Regions from separate parts of the Ovis aries genome. Here region 2 is linked to region 1. Evidence: chromatin contacts called from public Hi-C data. All regions are on one chromosome and are shown on one strand. The core of a region is the stretch at or near the end of the contact, and the rest is flanking DNA. Distances in the headings are between cores, read along the strand shown.

Region 1 (5,491 bases), core at 816-3,315:
CCACCAGGCTCCTCCATCCCTGGGATTCTCCAGGCAAGAACACTGGAGTGGGTTGCCATTTCCTTCTCCAATGCATGACAGTGAAAACTGAAAGTGAAGTCGCTCAGTCATGTCCGACTCTTAGCGACCCCATGGACTGCAGCCCACCAGGCTCCTCTGCCCATGGGATTTCGCAGGCAGGAGTACTGGAGTGGGGTGCCATTGCCTTCTCCGCAAAAGACATTAAATGATAGCAACTAGGCTACTAGCCTACTAAATTCTGAGGTCTTTATGATGAGAAAAGCTGTATTACAAAATCGTATGGCCCTTGATATTCTTACAGCATCTCAGGGAGGCAACTGTGCTATAATTCAAATTGAATGTTGTGTTTACATACCAGATGAATCCTCTGATGTAACACACTTAATGACTCACGTGAAAAAGCAGGTTGCTGCCTGATGACTCACTTCCTAGCCTTGGTGATCTCTTAGGAAGATGGTTTGGTCATGGACGCGCATGGCTTAAAATCCTACTTGTAATTTTAACAACATTATTAGCTGTTGTAATCTGTTTATTTTATAAGGCTAAACATCTTGGAAAACCAGATCATGTTTATAATAGCGGAATAATTGCAATAGTGTGATTCTAGGTATGGGAAGAGGCAACAAGGGAAACAGTCTTGGATCCTACTAGGTTAGAGGAAAGAGGATCCAGAGAATCTTTCATTCTCTACCAATGGGCCTAACCTGGGAACTAACACCTAGAGTGGCAGACCAGTGCCGACCTTTCGCCTGATCCGGGAGCAGCCTCCCAGCGCCCTGGGATAAAAACAAACCGTGGTCATGAAATGTCTCCCAATGTGGTCGAACTTCCGACCATGGGGAGGGAATGTGAAATGAAATATTTTCTGGTCTATGCTCTACCAGTAAACATGCCTCTTCCAAATGCAAATTTCTGAGCCCAGATGAAAGCAAGCCAGCTCCTTGGGAGCCATCAGCTACTTTCTGCCCAGTAAGCACCGAGAAGCTGGGGGGAAGTGAGAGACAGCCATTCCCCCATCTGCCTTCTCTTCCGGTAAGCAGGGGATTAGCATGTGAACAATAAAGAAAGCAGGAGCGGCCCCAGATAGCTCCATACATATGAAAGAAACGCCACCCTGAAGCAGGAATTTTCTTTGTCTTGAGGCTACAAATCCAGGAACCTGGGCCTCCCCCTGGCCCTTCAGTGGGTCAGCCCCCTGTGCCTGCAGCCCCCACACTGTCTCTGCTCTCTGTTCCGAGTAAACTCACTCCCATCTGCAAGGCCCTGCGTCTGGACATCCTTTCCCATCCGCCCTTGGACCACCTCGAGAACCAGCGCTTCATCCAGGATACTGGGCACCTCCTGTGCCAGGCTCCGGCCGTGCAGAAGTTTGGTTTTCCCGGAGATGTTTTCTCCTGAGGCATTAGAGAGAGCCTTTGCGCTCACAGGTCACCCTGCATTTCTCTCCCTGGGCGGGCTGTCAGAACGGGCATCTGATTGCTCACCGACCCGCCTTCCTGCGGCCTGGGCTCCTCACAAAGTCCCGCACACCCTATCCCATCTCTGCGCCTTCTCCCATGGCGCGCCCCTCCCACGTGCCATCCATCACCAGCCTCATCCCCAGAACTTTCCATCTTCCCAAACGGACCCTCTCCCCCGTTGAAACACTCACTTCCCCCCAACCCCAGCCCCTGGCAAACACGGAACCTTAAAGTAGTTTTGCTTTGTGATCAAACTGCTGGGTGCAGGAGCTCCGCACCCCAGAGGGAAGCGCCCGCAAGACCGGGGCGGGGCGGGGCGGGGCGGGGCGGGGCGGGCCCGGGAGCGGGAGGCGGCAAGGAAAGGCCAGTGTTTGGAAAGCCTCCCCCACCCGCCCCCGCCCAGGGGCGTGCAGGCCTGCTGGGGGCCGGTGGCTCACCTCCAGCAGGGACACCCCCAGCTCCCCCTGAAGAGCCGGCCGTGGGGTGGGGGGACAGGAAGCACGTTAGCGGGCCCCTCCTGGGCCCCCCAGCACCTTCTGCTCCCGCCTTCTCTTTTGGCACCGACCCCAGCAGCGGCAGCTCTGCGCCCTGGGGTCCTGCAGGGAGCCTGCTGCTGCTCCGCATTCACAGGCTCCGCGCCCCAGGCGCTTCCTGAAGCTTCACATCTCCGATTGGCTTCTGCGGAGTCGTTTTGCCTCTTCTCCAGGGACCCCAGTTCTGGGAGGGTTCAATCTCTCCTCTCTGCCCCACATCCTCTTTTCTCGCGTGTCTCCCTTCCTATAAATTCCTCTCCTCTGTGACGTGTGATCTGCTTCGAGTTCTCAGTTTGGGTCATTACATGTTTTCTTTCTAGAATTTCTAGTTCCATATATATGATTTTCACTTCTCTAGTGAGGCTCCATCTGCTCTGAACACAGAATCACGTGTATTTTTAGGGAACATGTCTCCTAACTCTGACTTCTGGAATTCCCATGGAACTGTTTCTAGTCTGTTCTTATCTCCTGGGTTTTGGTACTTTTTCCTGTTATTATCTCTGCCAACAGGTTTTTAACCAGATGCTGATTATCGCACCGAAAGATACTGCAGAGATGATTTGAGGAGCTGGGTGTATTTTCTTTAACTCTTGGCTGGCGTGTGGGTTGGGCAAATCCTTTGAATCCAGTCAGGGGCTGGGTTTCGGGGTTTTTTTGTTTTTGGTAAGCCGCCTCTAAATCAGACAGTGAATAGAGCATAGGTTTTGTGTTTAGAATGGTGAATCGGACATTACTTTGTACACTTGACTAGAGAAATGCGAGTGGCAAGTCAGTCGTAACAATTCAGTCCTGGTGGCGCTGTCAGGGCCCTGGGGGAGGGGGTGTGGGGGGTGTGTGTGTGCGCACACGTATGTGCAGGCTCTCAGATGGTGGAGGAGGTGGTTTTGGGGGGAGAGGCTTCAGGACCAGCTGTGTGCTGAGCACCTGCAGGGGCCTACCTCAGCTCTGTCACCTTACTTGAAGGCCCAGCACAATCCCTCAAGAGCTTTGATCTTTCCGCATCTACAGGAACAAAGCAACTGCATTAGGAGAAAAGGTCCCTGTTACCCTCCTGCCCCGAGACCAGCGTGGGCTATGGTGCGGCAGGACTGGGGTTCTCATTACTTTTCCCATTTTGTGCCTAAATCACCCCCTCTTTCTCTATTTCCTTTTCTTCCCTGATGTGTAGAATGGCTAAGACATTTGAAACATAAATGTGAACTTGAAAGAATAAAATAGTTTGAGTTAAAACAAGAATTAAATCTTAAATATGTAACCCAAAGCTACAGACGTCCTTGCTAATCCAACATGGGATTCAGTTCTCCCGTTAGATCAGACAACTGCTGGTTACAGAATATAAACCTCATTTCCTGCTTCCAAGGTGACAGTAACTTTGTGACAGCTTGTCTCAAACTGTTTACATGTTGAAGTATAACACTGTTTTACCAATCCCTGTTTATTCAACATCCTTGAACAAAGATCAATATAAAAATGACCCTGGCTTTCCGTGTTTAACTTAAAGATCAGATTAACCTGTGTTTACAGCTGAGCCCTGGGTAGGGGGCTACTGCCCTCTGGCGGACTATCCTCGCATTGCAATGCTCTTCACCTTTTTTGCTCAGTCATTCATTGCTCAGTTGAGTCTGACTCTTTGCAGCCCCAAGGACTGCAGCATGCCAGGCCTCCTTGTCCTTCACCAACTCCCAGAGTCTGCTCAAACTCATGTTTATTGAGTCAGGGATGCCATCCAACCATCTCACCCTCTGTTGTCCCCCTCTCCTGCCTTCAGTCTTCCCCAGCATCAGGGTCTTTTCCAATCAGTCAGTTCTTTGCATCATTGTGATCTGGTGAACCCAGTTCCATCTGTCTGCAGCCAAAAATACCCCTGTAGCCCTCTCTACTGTGACGAGTTGTCGCTCAAGTTGCTGGCCCCGGGCAGCTCCTTATTATGCATGAATATGCAAAGCAGACTTGCTGGGCCTCGGCTACTTAATTCAAATGAAGGTGCCTGTCCTGTCTCTTCGTGGTTATCATGGAGGGCACAGCCTTGGATGTGGGCACAGCCGTGCAGGCAACGGCTAAGCTTGAACACCAGGCCCCTGTCTCAGCCCTGGACGCCTCATCGTCCTGTTTCAAGTGAAGACGACCTGACACTATTTCCTGGGGAAACTGCTATGGGGTGAGGGCTGCGGGAGGTTCTACAACTTTCTGTGGTTTAATATTTTATAAAACTGCTTTCTTCTTTGAGTACAGTTAAAACAAGCTTTTACTGAAGTGAAGTGAAAGTCGCTCAAGTCATATCCAACTCTTTGCGACGCCATGGACTGTATAGTCCATGGAATTCTCCAGGCCAGAATACTGGAGTGGGTAGCCTTTCCCTTCTCCAGGGGATCTTCCCAACCTAGGGATCGAACCCAGGTTTCCCGCATTGCAGGCTGATTCTTTATCAGCTGAGCCACCAGGGAAGCCCAAGAATACTGGAGTGGTAGTCGACCTTCTCCAGTGGATCTTTCTGACCCAGGAATCGAGCTGGGGTCTCCTGCATTGCAGGCAGATTCCTTACCAGTTGAGCTAAACATTTGAATTTTCCCCTAAGATTTTACAGAGTTACAATATCCAATAGCCGTAGTGAGCGAAGGATCACCTAGAAAGGCTGGAGGTGGAGAATTTGGGGAAGGGGACCACAGAAGGTCAGAGACCCCTGACAGTGAGACTCTAATGCTGGTGCAGGAGAGTCGCCTGCAAACACAGGGGATCCATCCCGGGTGCTCTCTCAGCTGCGCGGTGCGGGGGGTGGGGGGCCTTGCTGGCTTGGCCATCGGACCAGGCAGGGTCCAGATTCCCCTGTGGCTCAGATCACGTGGCCCAGGAGATTTGATCTTGTCCGTGACCACAGGAAGGAACTCACGGGGAAAAGTGTGGTTTGACACAGAAAAAAGGAAATGGAATAACCAGAGCAAAAAAAAAACCCCTGTTGCCAAATGACCTCAGCATGTACCCTGAGTGTCTTGTTTCAGAACAATACTGAAAGCTGTGAAGGCGCCCTGGGGACCAGCCACGCCCCTGCCCTCCCCGTGTCGGGTGTGCCAAGACAATGATGCCCACTGCCGCTTCCGGGGCCATCACTCAGGGCCCGGCCTGCTCTCCACGGTCTCCAGGGCGAGGCAGGTGCTCCTACTGGCCCAGGGCTTCCCTCCTGAGCTGTTGATGAGCCCAGGCCCCTCATTCACTGTCCCCAGCTATGCAGCCAGCAGAGCACACACAGCCTCCACCGTCAGCCCTGCACAGCCCCGCAGAAGGTGGTGACGGAGCCGCATCCCAGTGCCCACGCATCTCCTGTGTGGGAGTAACGGGCTTTTCTAACCTAGAAGCCTCGCATTTGACCAGCACCACCGAACCAGCAACAGGCTAGCTGCCAGCCTATAGGCAAAGTAAAGGAAAATCCATGGCCTGCAGTTGAGCACAAGGGCCAGGTCCATGACTTTCTCTCTTTTAATC
Region 2 (6,157 bases), core at 1,035-3,534, 130 kb before region 1:
TGCATCCTGCGTCAGACATAGACTGGCGATTCAATTCACATGATAGTATACATGTTAGAATGTCATTCTCCCAAATCATCCCACCCTCTCCCTCTCCCTCTGAGTCCAAAAGTCCGTTATACACATCTGTGTCTCTTTCCCTGTCTTGCATACAGGGTCGTCATTGCCATCTTCCTAAATTCCATATATATGTGTTAGTATACTGTATTGGTGTTTTTCTTTCTGGCTGACTTCACTCTGTATAATCGGCTCCAGTTTCATCCATCTCATCAGAACTGATTCAAATGAATTCTTTTTAACGGCTGAGTAATACTCCATTGTGTATATGTACCACAGCTTTCTTATCCATTCATCTGCTGATGGACATCTAGGTTGTTTCCATGTCCTGGCTATTATAAACAGTGCTGCGATGAACATTGGGGTACATGTGTCTCTTTCAATTCTGGTTTCCTCGGTGTGTATCCACTGCTGTGTTCTGCATAGTGGCTGCACCGATTTCCATCCCCACCAGCAGTGTAGGAGCGTTCCCTTTAATGCATAGCTTCCTCAGTGCTTCCTGTCTTTCTGAGGGTAGCCAGTAAAGAATCCGCCTGCAGTGCGGGAGACCTGGGTCCAGTCCCTAGATGGGGAAGGTCCCCTGGAGAAGGGAACAGCTGCCCCACTCCCGTACTCTGGCCTGGAGAATTCCAGACAACAGAGGAACCTGGCAGGCTTTAGTCCATGGGTTCACAAAGAGTCAGGCACCACTGAGTGACTAACAATTTTTACTTTTCATTCTGACAAGTACAAACTGAAACTTCACTGTGGTTTTGACTTGCATTTTCCTGATTAGCCCTAATGTTGAGCATCTTTTCATGTGCCTCTTGGCGATCTGCATTTCCTCTTTGGAAGAACTGTCTGTTCAGGTCCTCTGCCCATTTTTTAATCCGACTGTCCATTTGATACTGAGTTGTATGTTTTATATACTTTGGATATTAACCCCTTCTTGGTCATGTTATTAGCAAATATTTTCTCCTTTTCAGCAGGTTGTCTTTTTGTTTTGTCAGTGGTATCCTTTCCTGTGCAAGAGTATTTAAGTTTAATTGGGTCCTATTTGTTTTTTCTTTTTTTTTTTTTTTTGCTTGTTTCTGTTAGAAAATCACAAAAGATATTGCTGTGATTTACATGTCTGCCTATGTTTCCATCTAGAAATTTTATGGTTTCTGGTCATACCCTTAGGTCTTTTTTTTTTTTTTTTCAAATAAGAAAGCCTTTATTTGAAGATAAAACAAATAGCCCATACATACACACACACACATCCAAATGCAAGGAAGAGTTCACTGGGTTTTATAAAAGAGAAAGCTGCACTCAGGTGTCAATTAAAATTGGAACCATTGAAGAGATGCTCTCTGCTTGTGGTGACATGGGTACAATGTGTGCTTGAGAAGAAGTTGTTTGGCGGTGGCATAAATGTGGGAATGCAGGACAAGAGTTAAGCAATACAAGGCAGAATGGCAGGTGGGTGAAAGCTCAAAGACCCTTTTCTCCATTCTAACATGCTTTTGTTCTGCCCTGGGGAATTAAAGCAGTCACCCAGTAACCTTACAAACAACCTCAATTTCAAAGAACACTTTCAAAAGTTGAAAACAGATTTAGAGTTGTTACTAAAGTTATACCGAGACGTCAGTGGGGAAAAATAATTTACATTTTCAAAAACCAGGCTTCACACAACGGCAGGCACTAAACCGAGTTCCCTGTGCTCATGGTAGAAAAGCTGAGACTGATTTTAATAAAGGCTCGTCTTCTTCATAATGCGCAGGAACTCCTGCTCATTGACTTCTCCGTCTCCATCTCGATCAGCTTCATCAATCATTTCCTGCAGCTCCTCGTCAGAGAGGTTCTCACCCAACTCCTTGGCCACACGTTTGAGGTTTTTGAATGATATCTTCCCAGTCTCATCATCATCAAAGAGCTTGAAGGCTTTCAAGATTTCTTCTTTGGTATCCTTCTCAGACATTTTCTGAGTCATCACAGTTAAAAAGTCACTAAAGTTCATTTTTCCTGTCCCTTCCTTATCAATTTCGCTTATCATTTTCTTGATCTCTTCTTTTTTTGGTTCAAAGCCCAGGGCCCTCATTGCCACCTTAAGTTCCTTAACATCAATTGTCCCAGTTCCATCAGCATCAAAGAGATCAAAGGCTTCTCGAATTTCCTGTTTCTGCTCTTCGGTAAGCTCAGGTTTAGGACTCATCCTTTTTCGCTGGGTAGTCGATGCCATGTTTGCCTTCTTAAAGTTAGAGGCCATCCCGGATGGATTCCACTTCCCGTTGTTACGGCAACCGACGTACACACCGACCTGGTCATACCCTTAGGTCTTTAATCCACTTTGAGTTTATTTTTCTAAGTGGTGTTACAGAATGTTCTAATTTCGTTCTTTTATCTGTGTCTGTCCAGTCTTCCCAGCACCGTTTATTGACGAGACTGTGTTTCCCCAGTATATATTCTTGCCTCTTTTGTTGATTCATCATAAGTACATGGGTTACTTTCTGGAATCTGTCCTGTTCCATTGGTCTGTGTGTCCTTTTTTGGCCAGTGTTGTGTGTTTCGATTAGCTATGTAGTACCGTCTGAAGTCAGGACATCGGGCACCTCCATACTTGAGGTTGTTTTGGCTATTCATGTGCTCTTGTATTTTCATACAGACCTCAGAATTATTTGTTCCAGTCAGTGAAAACTGCCATTGATATTTCACAGGGATTGTATTGAATTTCAGGTGACATGAGTAGTAAGTAATCATCATCTGAACAATAATGATTAATCCAAGAACACGGTCAGTCTTTCCATATAGCTGTGCTGTTATCAATTTCATCCACCAGTGTCTTTTATAGTTTCCCTGCTACCGGTGTTAAGCCACTTTAGGTAGTCTTATTCCTAGTTACTTCATTTTTTTTGACATGATTGTAGATAGGATTGTTTGCTTAATTTCTCTGATAGCTTGTTAGCAGGAATACAACAGATTTCTGTATATTAATTTCGTATCCTGCAAACTTACCAAATTCATTGAGCTCTCATAGTTGTCCAGTGGCACGTTTGGGATTTTCTGTGTGTAGTACCATGTCACCTGGAAACAGTGGCAGTTTAATTCCCAATTTAGATGCCTTTTATTGCTTTCTCTTTGATGGCTGTCACTAGGACTTTCAAAACTATATTGAATAAAAGTGGCTAGGGTGGACATCCTTGTCTTGTTCCTTATCTTAGAAAAACTGTTTTATCTTTTCACTACTGAGTCTGATGTTAGCTGTGCACTTTAGGTACATGGCCTTTATGTTGAGGTATGTTTCCTCTATACCTGCTTTCAGATTATATCATAAATGGCTATTGACCTTTGTCAAAAGCTTTCTGTGCACCTACTGAGACAATAATTTGACTTTGATATGTTACTGTGGTGTATCACAATGATAGATGGATATTGAGATACATCTCACTTGTTCATGATGTGTGGTCCTTTTAATGAATTCCTGGATTTCCTTGCTAATTCATTGAGGGTTTTGCAGCTATGTTTATCCATGTTACTGACCTGTGACTTTCTTGTTTCTGTGGTTTATTTGTCTGGTTTTGGCTATAGGGTGATGCTGGCCTCAGAATAAACTCGGAAGCATTCCTTCCTCTGTAGTTTTTGCGGAATGGTTTTGGAAGGGTTGTTATTAACTCTTTTCCAAATGTCCAGTAGCATTCACCTGTGAAGCCATCTGGACCTGGATTTCTGTTTGTTGAGAGTTTTACTGGCTAAATTTCAGTACTGGTAATTGGTCTGTTGGTGTTTTCTATTTCTTCCTGGTTTATTCTTGGGAGATTGTACATTTCAGAGAATGTGTCCATTTCTAATAGCTTGTCTGTTTTATTGATGTATAGTTACTTACAGTAACTAGAAGTTACTCATGTAACTTATTGTAACTCAGTAGTCTCTCATGATCCTTTGTATTCATGTGGTGCCAGTTATAGCTTCTTTCTCATTTCTTTCTTTTTTTAATCGATTAAGCCCCTCTCCGTTTCTTTCATGATTGAGTCTTTCTAAAGGTTTATCAGTTTTGTTTCCCTCTTCCCAAAACCAGCTGTTTTGTTTCCTTGATCTTATCTTTTTTTCAATTTTTTTCTTCGCTTATCTCCTCTGATATTGAATATTTCTTTTCTTCTCAATATGGGTTTCCTTTATTCTTTTCCTATTCCTTTGGGCATAAGGTTAGATTGTTAGAGGTTTTTCTTGTTTCTCGAGGCAGACGTGTATCACTACAACTTCCCTCTTAGAACTTTGCTTCCTCCCGTAGATTTTTGGATCGTTTCATTTTCATTTGTCTCCAGGTATTTTTATTAATTTTGTTACTTCTTTAATTTCTTCTGTGACCCATTGGCTGCTTAGTAGCATGTTGTTTAGCCTCCAAGGTTTTGTGCTTTTTGCAGTTTTCCTGTTGACGTCTAGTCTCAATAGTGTTGTGGTCAGAAGAGATCATTGATATTATTTCCGTTTTCTTACTTATCAAGGCTTGTACTGGGGCCTTCCATGTCATGTATCCTAGAGAATGTCCCATGTACACTTGAAGAGTGTGTGTTCTGCTTTTGGATGGAATAATCTAAATATGTATATATAGATGTTACTTAGTCATATCCAACTCTTTGCAGCTCCAAGGACTGCAGCATGCAGCGCTTGCCTATTCTTCACCATCTCCTGCAGTTTGCTCAGACTCATGTCCACTGAAGTCTGTGATGTAATCCAGCCATCTCATCCTTTATCGTCTCCTTCTCCTCCTCCAATCTTTCCCAGCATCAGAGTCTTTTCCAGTGAGTCGGCTTTTTGCATCAGGTGGCCAAAGCTTCAGTTTCAGCATCAGTCCTTCCAATGAATATTCAGGGGTGATTTCCTTTAGGATTGACTGGTTTGATCTCCTTGTTGTCCAAGGGACTCTCAAGAGTCTTCTCCAGCACCACAGTTTTGGTTTTAGCGTTCTGAAAACACCAGGGAGATCAAGACTCTATTTCAACATTTGGCTCCATAGCTTACATTTTTCGCATGATGATTTCAAATATTTAGAGATCAGTTTCTAAGTTTAGAGACAGCACGAATGGCTTTTTTGTTGGGTTGGGTTGAGGTGGGTTTTTATATCCACTTATTTGCCTAATTTAAGTGTTTCACCACATACAGTTATGGAAAGAAAATTTATTCCCTCCTTTGTCTTAAGAGATTCTACCACCACATAACTAGTAAATTAGGCAGAATTCAGCTGGATTTTTAGATTTTCTATTTTGCAATTTTCGCATTCAGTTGGAAACCAAAATTGATTCCAACTTACGAAGTAGCGCACAGAGGGTATGATTTTCACTGCAGAGTATTTCTCTGTGATTCCGTAGCCCTGTGGTTCATGGAAGGGGTTGGTTTCCTGACTTCTCTGATGAACAACTGAGGAGGAGATGGCAGGTGGGGAGCTGTGGGCAGTGGACCAGATGGTCAGCTTAGGACCCTAAGAGGACAATTTATGTTTGATTTTATCCTCGTAACAGAAAACTGTGGGCACATTTACAGGAATGATTGAGCCCTCCTGGCTATCATGTCACAGCCTGGTTTCCATCATCCATCGGGGTCTCTGTGTGACTCGGTGGCCCCCAGTAGCTGTCTGACTCCCCATCCTGTTGTGGGGAACAGAACAACAGGAACCGCTTACAGGCAGAAACCTGCTTGAGAAAATGACCTGCTGTTTAAAGTGTTTCTGACTCCCCTCTAGCCCTGATAAATGTTGTCCCAAACCAGTCAGGAGTGAAACCCCTGTTGCTATCCTTAAGAGTAAAACCCAGTGTTATCTGAAGATCCTTAGTTGCTATACAAACAAGGTAAGCTTTTTAATTCTGAACTTTCATAATTACCTTGTTTAAATGCAATTTTGGCTTATTGCTGTTTTGTTACATCCATGAATCTTACCTTTAGGATAAAATAATGTTTGAAAGGCCATGGTGCAAATACAAGCAGTGCCTGTGTTTATTTCCTGACCGTGCAAAGCAGGGTGATCAGAGTGGAGACAGCTCAGGTCACAGCACAAGCACCCGTCTCCAGGTGTGCTTGTCTTCCTTCTTGTCTTTCCACCATCATAGGTTCACCCACCTGGACTCCATCACTACTTTCAAGCTCTTCA

What was found. A called contact is a pair of places that touch in the nucleus more often than the background predicts.
Region 2: a contact with region 1 is called in a Hi-C map of hypothalamus, with 10 times the contacts expected there. The contact joins the promoter of LOC100302545 here to the enhancer-like site in region 1. A contact is called at or near these places in 14 of 16 Hi-C or Micro-C datasets (blood, hypothalamus, liver and 6 more).

The regions. Positions count from the first base shown.
Region 1 is chr26:1,303,790-1,309,280 of ARS-UI_Ramb_v3.0, reverse strand. No RefSeq gene overlaps it. Among named protein-coding and RNA genes, the nearest start is that of CLN8, 38 kb to the left of the region's middle. Within about 2 kb of position 2,065, at least 12 of the 54 cell types and tissues checked have an H3K27ac peak or open chromatin away from gene starts, as enhancers often do. A contact at or near this core is called in hypothalamus and liver, where this site is marked.
Region 2 is chr26:1,435,515-1,441,671 of ARS-UI_Ramb_v3.0, reverse strand. It overlaps LOC100302545 (centrin 2), which reads right to left and starts at 2,284. Exons shown (of 1, transcript NM_001163594.2): 1 at 1,237-2,284. The coding sequence starts at 2,284. The coding sequence ends at 1,766.